Linked DNA regions of Callithrix jacchus: region 1 is linked to region 2. A link is a contact called in public Hi-C data. All regions are on one chromosome and are shown on one strand. The core of a region is the stretch at or near the end of the contact, and the rest is flanking DNA. Distances in the headings are between cores, read along the strand shown. Region 1 has its middle 44 kb from the start of USP38. Region 2 holds the start of GAB1 (GRB2 associated binding protein 1).

What was found. Hi-C and Micro-C count contacts between places; a contact is called where the count stands out from the background.
Region 1: a Hi-C map of skeletal muscle shows a contact between it and region 2, with 2.6 times the contacts expected there. The contact joins the enhancer-like site here to the promoter of GAB1 in region 2. A contact is called at or near these places in 2 of 3 Hi-C or Micro-C datasets (both in skeletal muscle).

The regions. Positions count from the first base shown.
Region 1 is chr3:53,532,197-53,538,624 of calJac240_pri, forward strand. No RefSeq gene overlaps it. Among named protein-coding and RNA genes, the nearest start is that of USP38, 44 kb to the right of the region's middle. Within about 2 kb of position 2,630, at least 2 of the 16 cell types and tissues checked have an H3K27ac peak or open chromatin away from gene starts, as enhancers often do. A contact at or near this core is called in skeletal muscle, where this site is marked.
Region 2 is chr3:53,403,764-53,410,224 of calJac240_pri, forward strand. GAB1 (GRB2 associated binding protein 1) reads right to left here and starts at 1,797. Exons shown (of 10, transcript XM_008992656.5): 1 at 1,080-1,797. The coding sequence starts at 1,151. It also overlaps the pseudogene LOC128931554.

The DNA.
Region 1 (6,428 bases), core at 1,380-3,879, 130 kb after region 2:
GAAATACATTTTTCATATATAGTGTGCAGTAAGAGTTAAGTTTATTTGACATGATTACTCACTGTACCACTAAAATTTATGGAAGAGACCATCCTTTTTACATTGCTTTGAAGCGTCACCTTAGTCTAGGGGGCCAAGTCATTGCAGCTTGCCTGAGACTTTCTTGGTTTTCACTGAAATTTCTATGTCCTGGAAACAGTCTCAGTCCATTTTGTCATAAATTACATATGCATGTAAGTATGGGCCCGTTTCTGATAAGCCCCTTCATTTTAATTATTTTAGCTTTCCAAGTCTTGTTTATCTTGTAAAGAAAGTCATTCTACCTTGTTCCTTATTTCCAAAAGTCTTGACAATTTTTGGAATTTTCCCCTTTACACTTCAGAGTCGGCTCAATACAAAATAGAATTCCAAGATTCGGATTGCATTGATTCTATAGACTGGGAAAAGTTAACCATTTATTTTGAGGAAAAATTAGGTATTTATAATATTGAGTCTTCCAAGCTATACTTTATTTAGGTCTTCTTTAATATCCTAAATAATGTTTTGTGGCATTGCATGGCAGTCTTATGCATCTTTTAGTTCTAAAAAACTGTTTCTAGATTTCTAAAAAATTGATTTTTTACATTATTGTAAATATTTTAAAATTTCATCTTCAAATACCTGTCACTGGTGTATTAATATACCCATGAATTTTGTATATTGCCTTTGTATTTAGGGGACTTGCTAAATTCAATTCTAGAAGTTTGTGTGTCAGTTAAACATTCTTATTTTGGATTCTACATAAACAGGTGGCTGGGTCAGAGGCTGTAGTTTGCCCACCTCTGTGTTAGTTCATGTTTATACTTTTACTGGGGCTCTTTGTGTTCAGTGTACGTTTGATGCACAGTGGGTGGAGCAGGAGGTCCAAATTGCTGCTCATGGGCACAGTGTGTCTTGAGCTTCCCAAAACTGTCCCTGCTTTCTTGTTTTGTAAATTGATTCAGTGGTGTCAGATCCATTTCCAAACCTTCTTTCCTTTTTATAGATCCAAGTTTCCATCTGGCATGTTTTTTCTCTTCAGCCTGAAGAATTTTAACCTATCTTGTAGTGCAAATATTCAAGAAAAAAATTCTCTCAGCTTTTGTCTAAAAATATCTATTTCACCTTAATGTTGAATAAATATTCACTGGATATAGTGAATATTCACTAGGGTGACTTTTTTTCCCCGCTTCTGTACTCTTTAGATGCCATTCCACTATCTTCTGTATTTCATATTCTGTTAAAATGACTGGTCTTTTGTTTCTCTATATCAAGGATCAGAATTTTTTTCTCTACTATAGTGGATAGTTTAGGCTTTGCAGGCCATATGGTGATATGGTTAGGTTTTGTGTTCCCACCCAAATCTCATCTTGGATTTAATTTCCAGGTATTGAGGGAGGATCCTGGTGGGAGGTGACTGGATCATGGGGGTGATTTCCCTCATGGTGTTCTTAGGATAGGGAGTTCTTAGGAGATCTGATGGTTTTATAAGGCAGTTTTCCCTGCTGTCTCTTGCCTGCCACCTTGTAGTGTCTGCTTCCTTTTCCGCCATGATTGTAAGTTTCCTGAAGCCTCCCAAGCCATGCAGAACTGTTGAGTCATTATACCTCTTCTTTATAAATTACCTAGTCTTGGGCAGTTCTTTACAGCAGTAGGAGAACAAACTAATACATATGGTCTCTGTGACAACTACTCAGCTCTACCATTGTAGTGTAAAAATAGTCATACATAATCTATCACAGGTATAGCAGTGTTCCAATAAAACTTACGGGATGCAGCATAGACTTGGCCTATGTGCTGGGTATTGTTTGCTGACCTTATATTCTTTTCCCCTGGGTGCTTTTAATTTTCTCTTAGATAATTAACTCTTGGATCTTCCATTTTTCCTCATAATTTTCACAAATTCTTTTCTTACCATAATTTCTGGATTTTCCTCCTTCTTCGAATGACTCATATGTTTTGATCAAATGCTGGCTAATGTATACTGCATTTCTTTCTTTCTTTTTTTTTTTTTTTTGAGACAGAATCTTGCTCTGTCACCCAGGCTGGAGTGCAGTGCAATGATCTTGGCTCTCTGCAACCTCTGCTCCTGGGTTCAAGCGATTCTCTTGCCTCAGCCTCTTGAGTAACTGGGACTACAGATGCATGCCACCATGCCCAGCTAATTTTTGTATTTTTAGTAGAGACAGGGTTTCACCATGTTGGTCAGGCTGGTCTCGAACTGCTGACCTTGTGATCCGCCTGCTTTGGCCCCTCAAAGTGCTGAGATTACAGGCATGAGCCACTGTGCCTGGCCTGCATTTCTTTAAAGAGGGTTGCAGATAAATTAAAGAATTTAACCAGCATTAGAATTTGATCCTTTTAAGACCTACTTTTATTCTTTGTTGGGTATAAACTTTACACTGTAAAGAATTGGCCTTTGCTCCAGTGCTAATTTAGCCCCACTGCTAAGCCATGGCCTTCTCAAAGGAAAGCACAATACCCCAGGATAAAGGGGAGGACTAATCAGTTTGGGAGGTCAGTATGAGAAGATATGAACATACTGAAGAGTGAGAGGCAATTAGTCAGCTGAAAGCTGGGAAGAGAAAGTAGGGTGAGGCAAATGGTATGCTATCCTGAGAACTGCCTGTACAAAGGTCTCAAGACGACAAATATATGGTGCTGTGTGAATAAAAATGATGTAAGGTCCAATATGCGTGAGAGGACATAAAGGCAAGAATGGAAGAGATAAGGCTAGTAAAGCAAGCAGAAACTAGATGGGTTTAACACATGAGTTTGTTAAGAACAACATTTCTCAACCCTTTATATATATAGTTTTGAACAAAGTAGATTTTATTTTTCTTAAAGAATCACGTTTGGAGTGCAAAAGGTTAAGTGAAATACACTGAGATTTCATTTTATAAAATTCATTAAGCGTTTGTTAATATGTAATTTGTTTAAGTCCTGTCGCTTTATTAGAGTATTGACTTTGGAGTTCTGAATGCTTGGGTTAAAATCTTAGTTCTGATTTTTACTAGGTGCGTGATGTTAAGCAAGTTCCTTAATTGGAATCTTTATTTTCTTTGCCCATTAAGGTGTGAGGGAGGATATGGGTATGAGCCCACTTATAGGGCTGGTATAAGTTAAAAAGACACATAAATATCTGCCAGCATCCAGCACATGGTAGACTCTCAGCATACGTTGATAATCCCCTTGAACGAAAGACCTACTAGGGGAAAAAATTCCTTTTGTAGTCCAGTTAGTTCTCAACCCAGGTGGCACATTAAAATCATGTGAGGTCTGAGATGAGGCTTGGACGTGTTATTATTTTAAAAAAAGCTCTTCAGGTGATCTTAACATGAAATGCAAAGATAAAAACTGATGATCTGGCCAGGAAAGCCTAAATATTTCACCCTCTGAAATCAAGGGGTGTGTGTGTGTATTTCAACAACACAAGCAAAAGATGAAAACATGAGATCCATGAAGAGAAAAACAACTGCAGGTCATAACAGACACTGATGAGAGCTGGCAATACACTTGGCTGACTTCTTAGATTCTATTTTTAATATTAAGTCCACTCTGGTTATGTAACTGGGGCTACTGGTTTTACATAATAAATCCTTTTGAATTTGTGAAACCTAGATTGCTGATTTTATAAAAATCTTGATTCTCATTTCTTTAAAAATTATTTCTATAATTATTATTCCAAACTTCTTCATATGAGAAAGCTTTTTTTTTTTAAACAAGCTAGCTTTTTTCAAAGTGGTGTTTTTTTTTTAATCCCCCATTCATTTTGAGGTTTGTTCACTTCTAAAAAAGGACTCTGTTAAAAAATTAACACAGGCTAACGTTGAAGATATGGAACAGTTTGATAAAGCTTAAGAATATACATAGGACATTGCTTATATTTTAGAATTATTTGTTTCTTTGGGATAACAACTTTTAATTCACATTTCCTTACTGTTGTACTTTAACTTCCTACTTACAGGTTTGCATTATCCAAGATTTAACCTTACTCTTCTGGATGATGTCACTGAGTTGCTAATGACAACCAGTTAGCATTTCCTAATAAGTTTTCTGTAAAATGTGAATAACTTACTCTTCTCTACCTCAGGACTATTTAGTTTTAGAAATCTAAACTCATTAGAAAAAATGAATGATGAAAGGATATATAAACTATAGCATTTTTATGAGAAAAAATATATATAAATGTATAGTATTTTTGAAATACTCATTTTTAAAGTGCTCTTTGTATGGAATATATTTTATGAAGTACACAATCATAGGAAAAGATAGCTGAGAATTAAAACCTGGAACAAAGTACACAGCAGCAAAATGAAGATTTCCAGTAACTGGACAAATTATTTTTCTCCTAAACTGTGCTGGGCAAACAATAAGCATCCAACCCCACTTATTATAAGAGAATAGCTTTAAAGAGGTAGTATGTTAAAAGACAACTACTACCTTTGTAAATAATATTATGATACAAATAACAGAACTAAAGAGAAAAAAAAAATGACTTAAACTTAAGACTTAGCTTGAAATATTTTTATTCTTTCCAAATGTGCTGTTTGAACCTTTCACATGGACCCCCCCCGAATACCTCTAGACATCATAATAGATTTTTATCTCTATATCCAAAGGCTCTACCAATAATTTAAGATATGGAGACAAAAGTCAGGGATCTCCAGGCATATGTTGCCCTGCTTCTCTGATTATTTAGCTGGAAGAGAGGCAGTAGGAAGATGCTTGGAGAATGAGCTAGAACCCTTCCTCCAATTTGAGATATGTTAACGCTGTAAGTCAGAGTTGCCTAGGCAACTGCTTAGTGGATAGGTTACCGGGGCTTGTTTTGACATCATATATATTTCCTTCTTTGCATATATCAAAACAATTTTTTACTTTTTTAAATGTGTCAATAAACATCTTTGAAAGAAACAAACTCAGATTTTATAGTTTTTCATTTTTGCTAGCAGTGAGGCCTAATGCTTCTTAGCAGCAATGAGCAACTTCATTTAAACTGATTACTTTGGACTAAAGAAAAGACAAACAGCAATTCTACTTTACTCAGTCTTCAGAGTCAAACTTCACAACAGAATTTCCTAGAATTGGAGCTAAGTACAAGGGTTAGAAATACAGGAGTAAGAAAAAACCTAATATGATAAATAAATCTGTAATTAAGTAACAGGGATCTGTTAGAATCAGAGCAGTCCTGAGTATTACCTTACTAAAAAAGTTCAGCTGCATAGGTTTTGAATGAATCTTCGATTATTCTGGTTCCACATATGTTGAATTCAACAAATAATTTAAAAGGTTACTATATTTTTAATGTTAAAAGGAAGTCTTCAAATTTTTGGTATTGGTATAAAGTTATCATTTGAATACTCTCAGTGTTACTATATTCAGTCAGCTTTCTGAATCCTCAGACTCTATCTGTGGATTCAGACAACTTTGGATAGAAAGTTTAAAAAACCAATAAATATTATAAAGGATAATACAAATGAAAAAACAATATAACAATTACATAGCACAATGTAAGTGCTATGCAACCATATCTAATCATCTAGAGATTATTTAAAGAATATGGGAGGATGTCCATAGGTTATATGAAAATACTGTGCTATTTTATATAAGGAACTTGAGCATCTGTGGATTTCAATATCAGGGGATGGCGTTCTGGAACCAGTCCATTGTGGATACTAACTAGAATTCATTTTATCATTTTAAAAAGTCAATATATATTATCCTGATACATAAAATCCTTGAGAGACCTGATATTCACAGATAAAGCTGCGTAAGTGTAATTGCTTTTATGAAAGTTCCTAGAAGCATCTTAGTCCAATATCAATCTACCAAGTATTAAATGACTTTACCAATTTCAATAAATGCCAAGACTGATATAATCTGATCATAAGTTACTAGCAAGTAAGTGGATAACTGAATACACAGGGTAGTTCAGAAATTCACTATTGGGAACGGAAGATCACAGAAAAGCAGGATAACTGATTCATTCATTTATAAGGAGGAGAACCTTGATTAAATCTGCAAATAATTTTCAGTTTTTAATGTAATCTGCTTTTCTAATCTTCCTGGTGACTAGGAACAGGTTAGGAATGGGAGGTAGTGGAATAAACATGAGGATTTCTGTTTTTTAACCACTGCCATAAAAGCTTGGGAAAAAGATAAACTCCAAATCACCCAAGAACATTCTTTCCTTAAAATGTTTTCAAAATAAATGAGACCAATCTTCAGAACAATGCACAACTGTGGATAAGTTAAAACCTTTAGGAAGGGGGATAACTGGGATAACTCGTGAGTACTGTATAATCCAGACTCAGGAGAAATGACATGTTTCCAGTTTCCTGGCAAAAGAAAGTATAGGAAGGTAGGGTTTGGCATTTTAACATTTTATCTAAAACTTTGAAAACAGA
Region 2 (6,461 bases), core at 547-3,046:
AGTACAGGCATTAAATTTATACTACATTTAAGGGGGCATAAATTTTGCTTTTGCAAACACATTTTACTAGAAAAAAAATTTGGTCCAGACGCCAGGAGAAAAGTGTCATTTCTTTCCTTTGCAAGAGGGCACCGACAAAACAACCAATGGGAAGGAAGAATTCGTTCCCAGACCTCTGAAGAGGACACAGCTTTCCACTAAAGTAAGATTGATACTTTCAAGGAATATTTTTCCTAACAACTAAAATGGTTTAACATATAGCATCTTGTATCAATTACACAGACACCATTAAAGCCACTCTGGTTCCCTGGGAAAGGACAGCAACTGAAATCCCTTCTGGCTTCAGCTGTCTCCTCCCGCCGAGTTTGACAGCACATCCAAGGCGCCCAAACACCAGCCACTAGGCTCCCCCCAGCGCCCTCCTCTCGCAGCAAACCGCCAAGACTACCGGGCCAAACTCCAAAGTCCCTCAATGCAAAACCGCGAAAATGTGAACCCTGCTAAGCAAACGGCAGGGCGCGTAATAACTTTCCTTTCTTTCCTTTTTGCGGGCATTCGCTATGCTTGTCTCTACTACCAACTCCTCAGGTCTACAGCCTGCTTCCCGCAACCTATCTCGAGGGGCGGAGGAGAGGGAGCGCGCCCCACCAAAGACAGGGCTGGTGAGCCCTAAAACCTCGGCGGTTTTCCCGGTGCGGGAACTTTAGCACCCATCAGCCCCCTAATAATCAGATGCAGGAATAAATCAGGGAGAAGGCGCCTCTCTCCATCGCACCCCATCCTTCCTAAGGAAGAAGAGAAGCGTGCAGCAGGAGTTTAACCGCAAGTCTGGGCCCTCTTACGGGGCGAGCAGGCCTGCAAAGCAGGCTGTCGGGAACCTGGTGGAAGAAAGTTGTCCGGCCAAGTGGATGCCTGGGCGTGAGTGAGTGTAAGGCACCCGGGGTAGAGGCCAAGGGGAAAGAGACCGGCATTCGTTTAAGAACCAACCCCGTGCGCGGCCAGCTGCAGCCGCCCGCGAGCCGACCGGGGAGGGGTGTGGACACCGAGGTCGGCGGATCTGCGCCTGCAGCTCTACTTACATAACGCTTCAACTTTTTCTCCGGGGGGGACTTTCGGAGCCATCCGGAGCAGACCACTTCGCCACCGCTCATGGTGCGCGCGTCTCGGACTCCCGGCCCCGCAGCTGAGGGGCGGCGGGCGCGCTCCCGACACAGCCGACGCCTGTCGAGCGCGCAGCGGCGAGAACCTCGCTCTCCCGGTCGCGCACTCCGGGCCGACGGGGCGGACGGGCTCCAAGGCGCGCGGGTTCCTGGAGTTCGAGTCTCTCCTCTGCAGGCCGGTGAACCTGAACAGAACGCCAGCCGGGGCGGCGGGCGCGCCGGCCTCCTTTCAGGGCGCCCGCCTAGTCTTCAGGGGTGCCGTCTCGCTAGCCGCCTCAGCAGCGCTCGGACTCTGCGGGATTCTGCCCCGACTCGGAGCAGCAGCCGCGGTCCCTTGCGCTCCGCCCCCTAGGGACAAGACCTCCCTAGAGCGCTTTCCGAAACAGACACAGCGCGGCTCACGCACACACACAGACACAATGCCCCGCGCGGTGCCCACTCTCGCTCGCCCGCCCTCGGTTTCGGTGCGACCGGGCGTTCCTCCTTCCCCTCCTAGGGGGAGGGTGGGTCACTTCTTGGCTCACGAGGAACACCGTGGACAGGGGAAACCGCGAGCCGCCCGCGGGCAGCCGGCGCGGGGCTGGTCCCGGGTCACAGAGGGAGCCGCAGGGTTGGCGGCGAAGCGCCGGGCGTCTCTGAGCCGCGGGCGCAGGGAGGTCGCAGGTCGAGCCGGAGGGTGGGTCCGCTCTCGCGGCCGCCGAAGAGGGCGGGGAGCGGCGGAGGAACAAGGCACTGAGCGGCTTGGCTCCTGGGAGGGATCCCGCTGTCCCGTCCCCTCGCGCTCCTCCCCCGCCGCCTCCCCCACCCCGGGGCGCGCGGCAGGTTCTGAGCGGCTCGGCCCGAGATCCCGATCTCTCCCTCTCCCGGCCTCCGAGCTCCCTCTTCCTCCCTTTCCTCCTCCCCTTCCCACGTTCAGGCCCGGCTCCGGTTTCTGCCCAGACTTTCTCTGAAACTCCGCCGGAGCGCTTCGAGCCAAAACAACAAGGGCCGGGGGAGGAGGCGGATAAAGGGAGGGAGCGAGAGAGGGAGGGAGCGCGAGTCCGAGAGGCACCCTGGGATCTGTAGTTCGGAAAGCAGGAGCAGGTCCTCCGCCGTCCGGCGGCCCCCAGCCGGCTCATCGCCCAGGAGGACAGCAGAGGCCTCGGCTAGGGCAGAGGCACCGGGCTCGGGGGCGGGGAGGACCGAGGCACTTTCGAATGTTTACCCGAGGTTTGCCATCTTGACTCAGCCTGGGCGCCAGTTCGGAGTTTATGCTGCGCCCGAGACTAGGAGTTTCGGGATTTTCTCTACTTGACAGCCTGAAAAGCAAAATCCACAGGAGACCACCATCCTGCCGGTCCCCGCTGCGCGAGACTAAAGGATAGACCAAGAGGGCCCGGGTGCTCCCAGCTTGGAGGGGAGGACAGATGGGGACCCACTAGGGCTGGCCTGGGCTGGTCTCTGGAGCCGTCGGGCCAGAGTGATGGGGGCGCTTGGTGGGGCCAAGGATTTGATTGGATCCTATCTCTGGGACATTTTGAAGTCTCACACTCCCTCCATTTGTTGCCTATTTCTTCCACTTAACTTTGTATTTGTTTGAAATCTACTGTTGGGATGCTGGACCCGGCGGGGAATTTGGCCGGGCGCGATGTCTCACGCCTGTCTTTCCAGCACTTTGCGAGGCCCAGGTGGGTGGATCACCTAAGGTCGGAAATTCGAGACCAGCCTCGGGAATTCGGGATCAACATGGAGAAACACAGTTTCTACTAAAAATACGAAATTAGACCGGTGTAGTGGCGGGCACCTGTAATCCCAGCTACTCAGGAAGCTGAAGCTGGAGAACCGCTTCAACCTGGGCTGCGCTCCAGCCTGGGCAACAAGAGGGAAACTACATCTCAAAGAAAAAAGAAAAGGGAAACTTACTGGGTGCCCTAGTTCTATTTGCCTACTTGTGTGTTTCACAATTATTATACCTGGTCCTGAGTTTAACATGATTCTATAATAGAAACATCTTCTCCAATTTATTTGTGAAAAAGCCCCAAAGCAAATTTCAGAAGATCATCTAATCAGATAAAAGTGCTAAAAATATGAGGAAATAAATGAACATTTCTGGAAAGACGTAACTTCAGTCATTTTCTTATTAACACAACCTTCATATTCTGGAGCTCTTCTGAGTTTCAAAATGTTAGATGATTGTAATCAGAAATTAGGTATCGGAGTGGTGACAAGACAAAGATCCCTGCATATATGGAGATAGTGGCATAGGGTAGTAAGCAAATAAAGGGCCCACAAAACTATAGATTGCTCTAAAAATGTGCCCTGAGGGAAACTGACAAAGTGAGATGAAGCAAAAATTAAGGTGGGGAAAGGGACTCTTTTGTGAGGAAGTATGTAGCCAGGGTTTTTCTTTACAACCTTCTTGAAAGAGGTTGTAAAGAAAAAAAGGAGAATCAGACTTGTTTTCTCCACCAAAATAAAAGGAATAACCCTAAGGAGAACTGAAAGAGAAAAATACAGCAACAGGATAACTTAATAGTGAGCCCAAAAGGAGACCCCTGGGAACCTAGAGGTGAGGATAGGGAAGAGTTCTGAGTAGGGATGAGGGAGGTTGCTAAATCGTGAAACTCCAGTCCCCTAAACTGGAACATTGGTAAGAGCCACTCCATTGCACTATCATGAATGGGCGTCATTCAGTAACATTCCATTAGGTTAATATCTCCTTTACTCTTATCAATGTCAGAGAATACCTTGAAATTAGAAGTAAGTTATTAACAGAAAATAAAGCTGGTATTCCAATGCTATCTTCAGCTTATATAACAAGTATCATTAATAGAAAATACATCCGAGGCCAGGCATGGTTGCTCATACCTGTAATCCCAGCACTTTGGGAGGCCAAGGTGAGTGAATCACTGAGGTCAGGAGTTCGAGGCCAGCCTGGCTAACATGGTGAAACCCCGTCTCTAATAAAAATACAAAAATTAGATGGGCGTGGTGGTGAGCACCTATAATCCCATAATCCCAGCTACTCGGGAAGCTGAAGCAGGCGGATCACTCGAACCCGGGAGGTGGGGGTTGCAATGAGCAGAGATTGGACCACTTCACTCCATCCTGGACAACAGAGTGATGCTCTGTCTCAAAATAAATAAATAAATAAAGGAAAGGAAAGGAAAATAAAAGAGAAAAGAAAAGGAAAAAAATAGACAAGACAACATCGGAAAAAGCCTGGTTCCCACTGGGGTTTAGAGACCTTAATGTTTTGGCAGGTACTTTACAGTATCACAAGGGCTGAACTTCCTGCAGATCTGGATGCACTTTTCAAGTCATCAACTTAGCAGTCATGACCTTGGGTAAATTACACAATGTCTCTGAGTCTCAGTTTCCCGATATGTGAAATGGGAATTGTAAAACCAAGTTTGCAGACGTTTAATGAAAAATAGAAATGGTAGCGTTGGCCAGGCACAGTGCTCACGCCTGTAATCCTAGCACTTTGGGAGGCCAAGGAGGGTGGATCGCCTGTGCTCAGGAGTTCGATACCAGCCTGAGCAACGTGGTGAAACCCCTGTCTCTACTAAAATACAAAAAATTAGCTGGGCATGGCGGTGTACACCTGTAGTCCCAGCTTCTCTGGAGGCCGAGGCAGAAGAATTGCTAGAACCCGGGAGGTGGAGGTTGCAGTGAGCCAATATCACGTCACTGCACTCCAGCTTGGGCAACAAGAGTGATACTCATCTCAAAAAAAAAAAAAAAAGAAAAGAAAGAAAGAGGCTGGGCGTGGTGGCTCACGCCTGTAATCCAAGCACTTTGGAGGCCAAGGCGGGAAGATCACCTGAGGTCGGGAGTTCAAGACCAGCCTGACCAACATGGTGAAACCCCATCTTTATAAAAAAAAAAAAAAAAGAAAGAAAGAAAGAGAGAAAAAAAATGGTAGTGTTGGCCATGCGTAATTTCTTGCGCTTGTAATCCTAGCACTTTGGGAGGTCTAGGTGAGCAGATCACTTGAGGCCAGGAGTTCAAGACCAGCCTGGCCAATGTGGTGAAACTCAGTCTACAAAAAACACAGAAATTAGCCAGGTGTGATGGTACGCCTGTAGTCCCAGGTACTTGGGAATCGCTTGAACCTGGGAGGAGGAGATTGCAGAGAGCCGACATCGTGCCACTGCACTCTAGCCTGTGTGCCTGAGCCAGACTCTGTCTCAAAAAAAAAAAAAGAAAAGAAAAAGAAATGGTAATGTTTAAATATCAAGCACATATTGGATGTTGGAGGATTTTTGCTGTTTGTTGCTGTATTTCTTAATGTTCTTTATGAAACATAAGCAAATGTAATTTTTATGGCAACTAATAAACCATTAACACCTCTTTTTAAGTATGTGAACGTAAATCATGCCACAAATCTTCCAAATGAAAATAAACCATCAAATTTGTTTTCTACTTCTCCCATAGCCAGAGTGTATCTACACTGAGCCAAAAGTATTTATAATTAGCATTAGTAAGACTAGAACTGTTGAGTAGTTAACTAGTGGCTTTAGCAAATTCGCTACTTCCTACACTCTTGTTATAAAGTCCTTTATAAATGGAAAATTGTAATATATCTTAAATTATTTAGCTTTGGGAATTTCCAATAAGTTTTTTCTTTATTTCAAATAAGGCATTCAGTTGTCTCATTCCTATGAAAGAAATCTTTAAGTGTTTTTCCTATCTTGTACTTAGTTGTTTTAGACTTGAATTTCTAGGAATTAAATCAGAGTTGAAGAGAGGTTGAAGACAGATATGTCTCCATGTGTATATTTTAGAAAGGAAACTTGTCTTATTTTCATATGTCATTTTTAGATTATTTGTTAAATCATATTTTATATCTTTATGTTAAAAGTAGCTTTTTCCAAAAGTTACTGTATATAAGTATTTTAAATTTTATTTACAACTAATAGTTATGGGATTCCTATTATATGTTAGTCCCTGAGGACCAGGGGTACAGTAGACCTGTTCCTGCACTCCTCTTTCCTGGAGAAAAGCTTTTGCAGATAACTAACCCCATCATTTCTGCAATACAGTTGATAAATGCTATGGAAGAAAATAGAGTATTATTTGGGCATATAATAGAGGATGTACTCCCCCCTCCCTGACCCAAGAGTAGGGTGGTAGGTTGGGAAGGACTTCCCTGAGGAAGATACCTTTTTTTTTTGAGACACAGTCTCACTCTGCCACTCAGCCTGGAGTGCAGTGGCATGATCTCGGCTCACTGCAGCCTCCGCCTCCTAGGTTTAAGCTATTCTACTGTCCCAGCCTCCCAAATAGCTAGGATTACAGGTACACACCACCATGTCG